Regions from separate parts of the Gossypium hirsutum genome. Here region 1 is linked to region 2. The links are chromatin contacts, called in public Hi-C maps. All regions are on one chromosome and are shown on one strand. The core of a region is the stretch at or near the end of the contact, and the rest is flanking DNA. Distances in the headings are between cores, read along the strand shown.

Region 1 (3,016 bases), core at 409-2,908, 830 kb before region 2:
GGATCTAACCCCTTTTTTTCTTTATAATAAAGTAATCCAAAAAGAATTGATTGAATGTTGTTGAGATCAAAGCTAGAAACCAAATGAAGGAATGTTCCAACTGCTAAAAGCTAATTAAATCTGGTAGCTCATAAGGATTATAAACAGGTAAATTGTTAATGGGTACAAGAGGTAGTAGTAGATGATCTTTACCAGCATCATCTTCTGCTACTATTTTGGTTTCATTAGAGAAACCATACTGTTGTTCATCGTTTTCCTCGAAAACCACCCATTTGTCTGTAATTATCGTCCTCAAAGTTCCCCTTGTGTATTCTTCCACAACTGCTGTCATTTCCATTTGGTTCATTTCCTCGAAACCCTCCTTGTAATTGATCGTCTTCTCTGGAACTGAAACCCCATTCATTATCCTCTCAAGTTCTTCAACGTCTTCATCAGGGATCCGAGTAACGGTGGGGAGTTCGGTGGCGTTTAGGACGCCATATTCCTTGCAGAACTCGAAGAAGAGAGAAAGCTCTTCACTCTGTTTCATTGCCTTTTGAAGAACCCTAAGCGCCATTGCCGCTTCATGTTTGCTTACGGAATATATTTTCAACAAAATCTTGGCAATCTCGTTGCAGATTATACCGTAAACATCGTATATCTCAATGATCACACAATCCATGGCTTCCATAATCAGCCTAACCTTCATATTCTCCGCTCGAGGCCTAATTTGAAGCAACAAATCAAGCAAAGATTGCCATTTCTCCAATTTCAAAAGCTGTTGCACCAACAACAAACGCTCCTCGACTTTGTTGTTGTTGTTCTGATTATCTTGCTCTAAAAAAATGGCAGCTCTTTGATCTAGAAACGCAAAGTACTCACGGATGATACTATTGAAACCCCAGGTTTTGCTGGGCTTGGAATGTCCATCGCTGAAAGTGGAAAGATCAAAGGGTAAACGCTGCATCATTTGAACCACTGGTGCCTTACAATGGAAAATGCCATGCATGAGCATCAACCCTTTAATGGCCACCACCCAACTCCGAGTCTTCTCCATCCTCCTAGACAAGGCCCATATAAGAGGACCTAGGCTAACGGGCGACGCTCGAATCCACGAAAACACAACCTGCGCACTCCTTTTATCAATGTGTAATTCATCGTGACTTGTGGCCTTTATAATGGCAGCCTCAAGTTCAGGGTTCCTAAAGGAATTCCTTCTGGAAATATAGACCACCACTATGCTGTTCTTATCTTTGACAGCACCAACGGCCCTCTTCCATAGCTTCATGTTTCTTCGACCTCAACCCTCCGTCGCCCTTACAAAGCAGCGGGTTTGTCAGAGGTGGTCCTGAAGCCCCTCTTTTTGTTTTTGTTTTTTTCTTAATACAAAATTTTGCTTCAACAAACCCAAAACCGACGGCCTACGACTGGATAGAAAACTAAGCTGTGATTTAGCCATGTCTGCCTGTATTTGCCATTTGTTAGCATATATCTTCGGACAAGTTTATAGTTGTTTCTCTTTACGCATTTCTATTTTGGGAACAAATGGCTAATTTCATAGACTATGATTAGATGTTAAAAAATAAAAATAAAAATCACTTGCATGTGAATTATCTGGTTGGAACTTGCTAAACTCGGTGTTGTACAAAAAAAAAAAAAAGGAAGTTAAATTTCAACTGTGTATACATGAATTATGAAATTGGTGAAGTGGTGTTAAAAATGCTTACTTGACATAAGAAATTTTGAACAAACATGGATGATAATATAATGATGATCATACTAGAGTACATGTATATACATTGCAAACATACATTCAAGCATGTACACGTACATTCAAGCAAAAAAATCCAGTAATACTACTACTATCAATATTATCAGTACATGTAACACCACACAAAAACAAGTTAAACACAATTTTCAAACTGGTTTCTTCTTTTCTCCCTCTCCGCAATGGCAAATAACATCATTTCCATGCGAACACCCACAAAAGTCAGTCACCTGTCCGACTCCTACCAATTCACAATCCGTACACTAATCTATCCATACCCTTTCTTTCGTATATTCACAACACACGGTTCTGCTGCTATTAATCCAGTCTACACTTATTGCAACTATATGATCCTATCCTCTTCCTGTGATTGAACAAAAATTGTTTTAAGCGTGTGAACAACATTAACAGAAGAGGTTCAATGGCGTAGGCAAAACATACCACTTCTGGATTTCTAAACTTCAGCTATGTGGTGGAGACCCGAGCTCCGAATCACATACTGAAGTGTATGTAGATACTGTATCTTCCTTTGATATGGCCACAAAGTTTATAGGTGCTGTAGACAACCTTCTCATTTCCTTGAAGTAGCCATTTTGACGCCCCAAATATGAACGTGGTGTAAGTAGCTCGGGAGTTGCTCCACCCACCGAGTTCCGACGAGGTGTACTGGGAGTCATGGATCCATTTCCATTTGCTCGATAACCATTTGTCTTTCTGAAGCTGTTACTTTTCCTTGGACTAGGTTTTGACCCATAAATGGCTTCTCTCTCTGTCAGGAGCAGATCTTGAATCTTCTTTTGGTCCTGCAAAATGGAATAGAAAAGATATTGTTTTTATGCATGTATAAGTCGTAGAGATCAATGCACACATTCAATATATGGCCTGCTTGGAAATGCCATTCATCATATAAAAAGTCGCTTTAAGCAAGTTGAAAAGGAGATGAGAAAAGAAAGGAAAATGGACAAGGTACCAAAGGGCTAAAAGGTTCAGATAACTCGGCAATAATATTTGCAGAAGCAAAAAACATATTAAAATTACCCTGCATCTCTTCTTTTCCTCCTCTCTTTGTTTCCTTGTCAGCTTGTAGTCCTCCAGTATCGACACCAGTCGCTCCTATATGCATACAAGTATGTCATGTTTAGGAACAAGCTTATTCAGAAACAATTCCAAACGACAATGATTGTGCAAGTTTACAGAACTACTGACCCCATCATATAGAAACAATGCCCTTTTTTCTTCTTCCCAAGCTAACGTTCTGTTGATCAGATT
Region 2 (2,921 bases), core at 142-2,641:
CATGCATATAATCTCCATACAATCCCAGACAACAATATTCATTCATAGTCATAGAGTCCGACCAAATTCAGTAAATAACACAAACAACACATCAAACAAAACAACCCAGAATACCACCCAAATAATGGAGTACAGAAACTCACCTGCTATCTTTTGTCCTCACCAGCTTAGCTTTTTCAAACGCCATACCTCATTCGTCTTGGAAGCTAAGCACGACAACCCATATGCCAATTAAACCGGCGATATTCAAACTTAAAAATCCAGAATCCAGTATCAATCAAAAGTTTTCTCAAAGATTTCAAAATTCCTTACTTCTCTATTTTCTCAAATTCACAAATACAAAAAGATTAAGAAGCTTACCAGCTCACCGGATTATCTACTTTTCGGGCTTAAACCTCACGATCACTGCCTCATGCAGAGCTTTCCTCAACTTTCTCTTCTTCGGAGCAACCAAAGAAGACAATGCAGAAGAGAAGAAAATAAAACAAAAATGAGAAGAATTCTACCTGTAAATATATATGGCCTCTTTCCACGCATGGTCACCAAAGCCCCAAATAACCATCCATCAATAATCATTATGCCTCCCACTAAGGAACCAGCTGGTTCCAACTTAACTAAACTAAAATTGAGATCTAACTATTTACCATTTAGCCACTAGAATTTCCAGATTTTTCAGTAGAGTCCAGCGAACCTACAAATTCTTTCAATTAACTCCCAATCTTTCTTGATTTTAAGACTTAATTAAAACTGGGTGTGACATGTGGACTGTTGGAAGATAAGTATTTACGTTTTGTCCCAATCTAACACCCTTAATCTAAGGGATTTGGCACGATCAATTGGATCCAATCCTTAAGATATATTTCTCCAAATGAATTGATCTTCATTGACGGGCTCGAATAATTCCATAATATTAGCATAACCCAAATATTTTGTTATAATAAATTGTCAACTCCAAATATAGCAAGTAGTAATCTATCGTAGTGGTGATAAAAATGAGCACTTTCATTTATACATAGCAACCACTTAAAATACTTACCTTAACATTGAGGAATGTATTCTATAAATGGTGTTACACAAAACATTACAAGATTTTAAATTAGTGTAACGAGGTTATGTAATAGCACAAACATTAACAGTAATAATTAAAGTAAAAAGGTAGCTTATTGTATAATCACTCAAAATATTACGTAAGTTTTACGAAATTGTGTAACTTGATAATGTGTTTTACACAAAATATTACTATATCTGATGTAATAAGGTAATATTTTGTGTAATAAAAACCTTGAAATTTTAAACCGGATTATGGCCTGACCCGGCCATAAACTCTGAGTTGAGACTTACAGCTCAATATGATGTGTATGGTTTAAGCAGGGTTTGGATCGAGCCGGGCTATGGTGATGCAGCCCAAACAATAAGAAGTCCTAAACCGGACGAATCATTATCATCTCGGAAATCCATTCCTCAAAACCATAACACACAGATCAATCATATTCTTCATTCATATCACGGAAACCCTAAGAAGACCCTCTCGTTTTTATTTTGGTTTCTCATCATTCACATCCCCCATGAAAAGCCCATTTAATTACCTTCCAGCCACTCCCGTATCCCTCCTCTTTCTCTCTGCGATCTCAAACCCCAACCCTTTCCTTTAATCTCTAGGGTTTGTGGAAAACAAAAATTAAAAATAAAGGAAAAGAACACAAAAAAGAACAGAAATGTCTCTCCCTCCTATAGAGTGTATATACGTGACAGAGGAAATCATTCGCGAGAGCAAAAATGGAAACTCTAACTTCTCATTCTCTTCACCTGTTCCCATGCTTCGCTTTCTCTACGAGCTCTCCTGGGCCATGGTATTTGCTTTTCTTTTTTGGGGTCAGTTTGTTAAATTTTTATGTGTGTATATTCTTTTAGTTGAGAATTTGTTACTGCCGTTTGATAGGTGCGCGGGGAATTGCCATTCCAGAAGTGTAAAGCGGTCTTGGATGCCGTAGAGTTTACAGAGAGAGTGTCGGAGGATGAGTTTGCCTCCTGCTTTGCTGATATCGTCACGCAAATGGCTCAAGACGTGAGTTTTTCTTTTTGCCGAAGATAAATTGAAGCATTTTTAATAAGTAGGTAGAAATAGGGAAAAAATTGAAGGTGGAGACTTGCTTTTGTTTTAGTTAGCAAATGCAACTAAGGAGTTTTTCTATCCAACTTGGATCATTGTTGAATCCACTCTTCATTGTTTCTAAGCATATTTAGAATGGCGGGTCAGTTATATTGTAATTCTAAAGCTTGAGTCCTTAATTTTGTTTAGTTGAGGATTAAACATGGGTGAATTCAAGTTTACTCAAGAAATGCTCCTGGATAGAGAAAAAGTGTTAGTATGATTCATTAAGCAGACCCCACAAAAGGAAAACTTTATGCTCTTCTTTAATTTCTGTGCTAAGGTTTTATAGGTCACAACAATGCTTTTCCTTGCTATTGCCTATGGTTTTGCTACTGTCACATTTTCGCTAAAGTGGTATCTATTTTTCAACTTATCTTGTTAGGCCAACTCTAATCCTAATTGAAAATTCTTAGAATATAAGGGTCTATCTGTTTCATGGAAAACTGTTGTTAGAAAATATAGAGAACCCCTTGATGAATCTACCTGTCTACGATGTATCTATTCCTTTCTTATTATGTACCTTCTTTTGACTATTGCACTATGCATTATTTAGTAACTGCATGAATCCCCTTCTGGAAAATAGAACTTTTATTTAAAAATTGAAGCTTTCTGTTATTTGGATAATTTTGACTGTTTTTCAGATGCATTTATATAGAAAAGGATTGATCTCCAAACTTAAGGGGCCATATTTTTTTGTTTGTTTTAACTTTTAATATTAGGGGGTCCTTTTTTTGCATTGGTTCTAGAAGGGATCAGTTCCCATAAAAAT

What was found. A called contact is a pair of places that touch in the nucleus more often than the background predicts.
Region 1: a contact with region 2 is called in a Hi-C map of leaf, with 2.1 times the contacts expected there. The contact joins the promoter of LOC107909957 here to the promoter of LOC107909965 in region 2. A contact is called at or near these places in 2 of 34 Hi-C or Micro-C datasets (both in leaf).

Annotation. Positions count from the first base shown.
Region 1 is chrD02:50,585,299-50,588,314 of Gossypium_hirsutum_v2.1, reverse strand. LOC107909957 (putative clathrin assembly protein At1g25240) reads right to left here and starts at 1,658. Exons shown (of 3, transcript XM_016837672.2): 1 at 193-1,658. The coding sequence starts at 1,267. LOC107909955 (65-kDa microtubule-associated protein 6) reads right to left here. Exons shown (of 12, transcript XM_016837669.2): 9 at 2,954-3,016; 10 at 2,786-2,860; 11 at 2,189-2,550; 12 at 1,812-2,111. The coding sequence ends at 2,209.
Region 2 is chrD02:49,759,483-49,762,403 of Gossypium_hirsutum_v2.1, reverse strand. LOC107909965 (THO complex subunit 2) reads left to right here and starts at 1,391. Exons shown (of 34, transcript XM_041089366.1): 1 at 1,391-1,850; 2 at 1,940-2,065. The coding sequence starts at 1,716.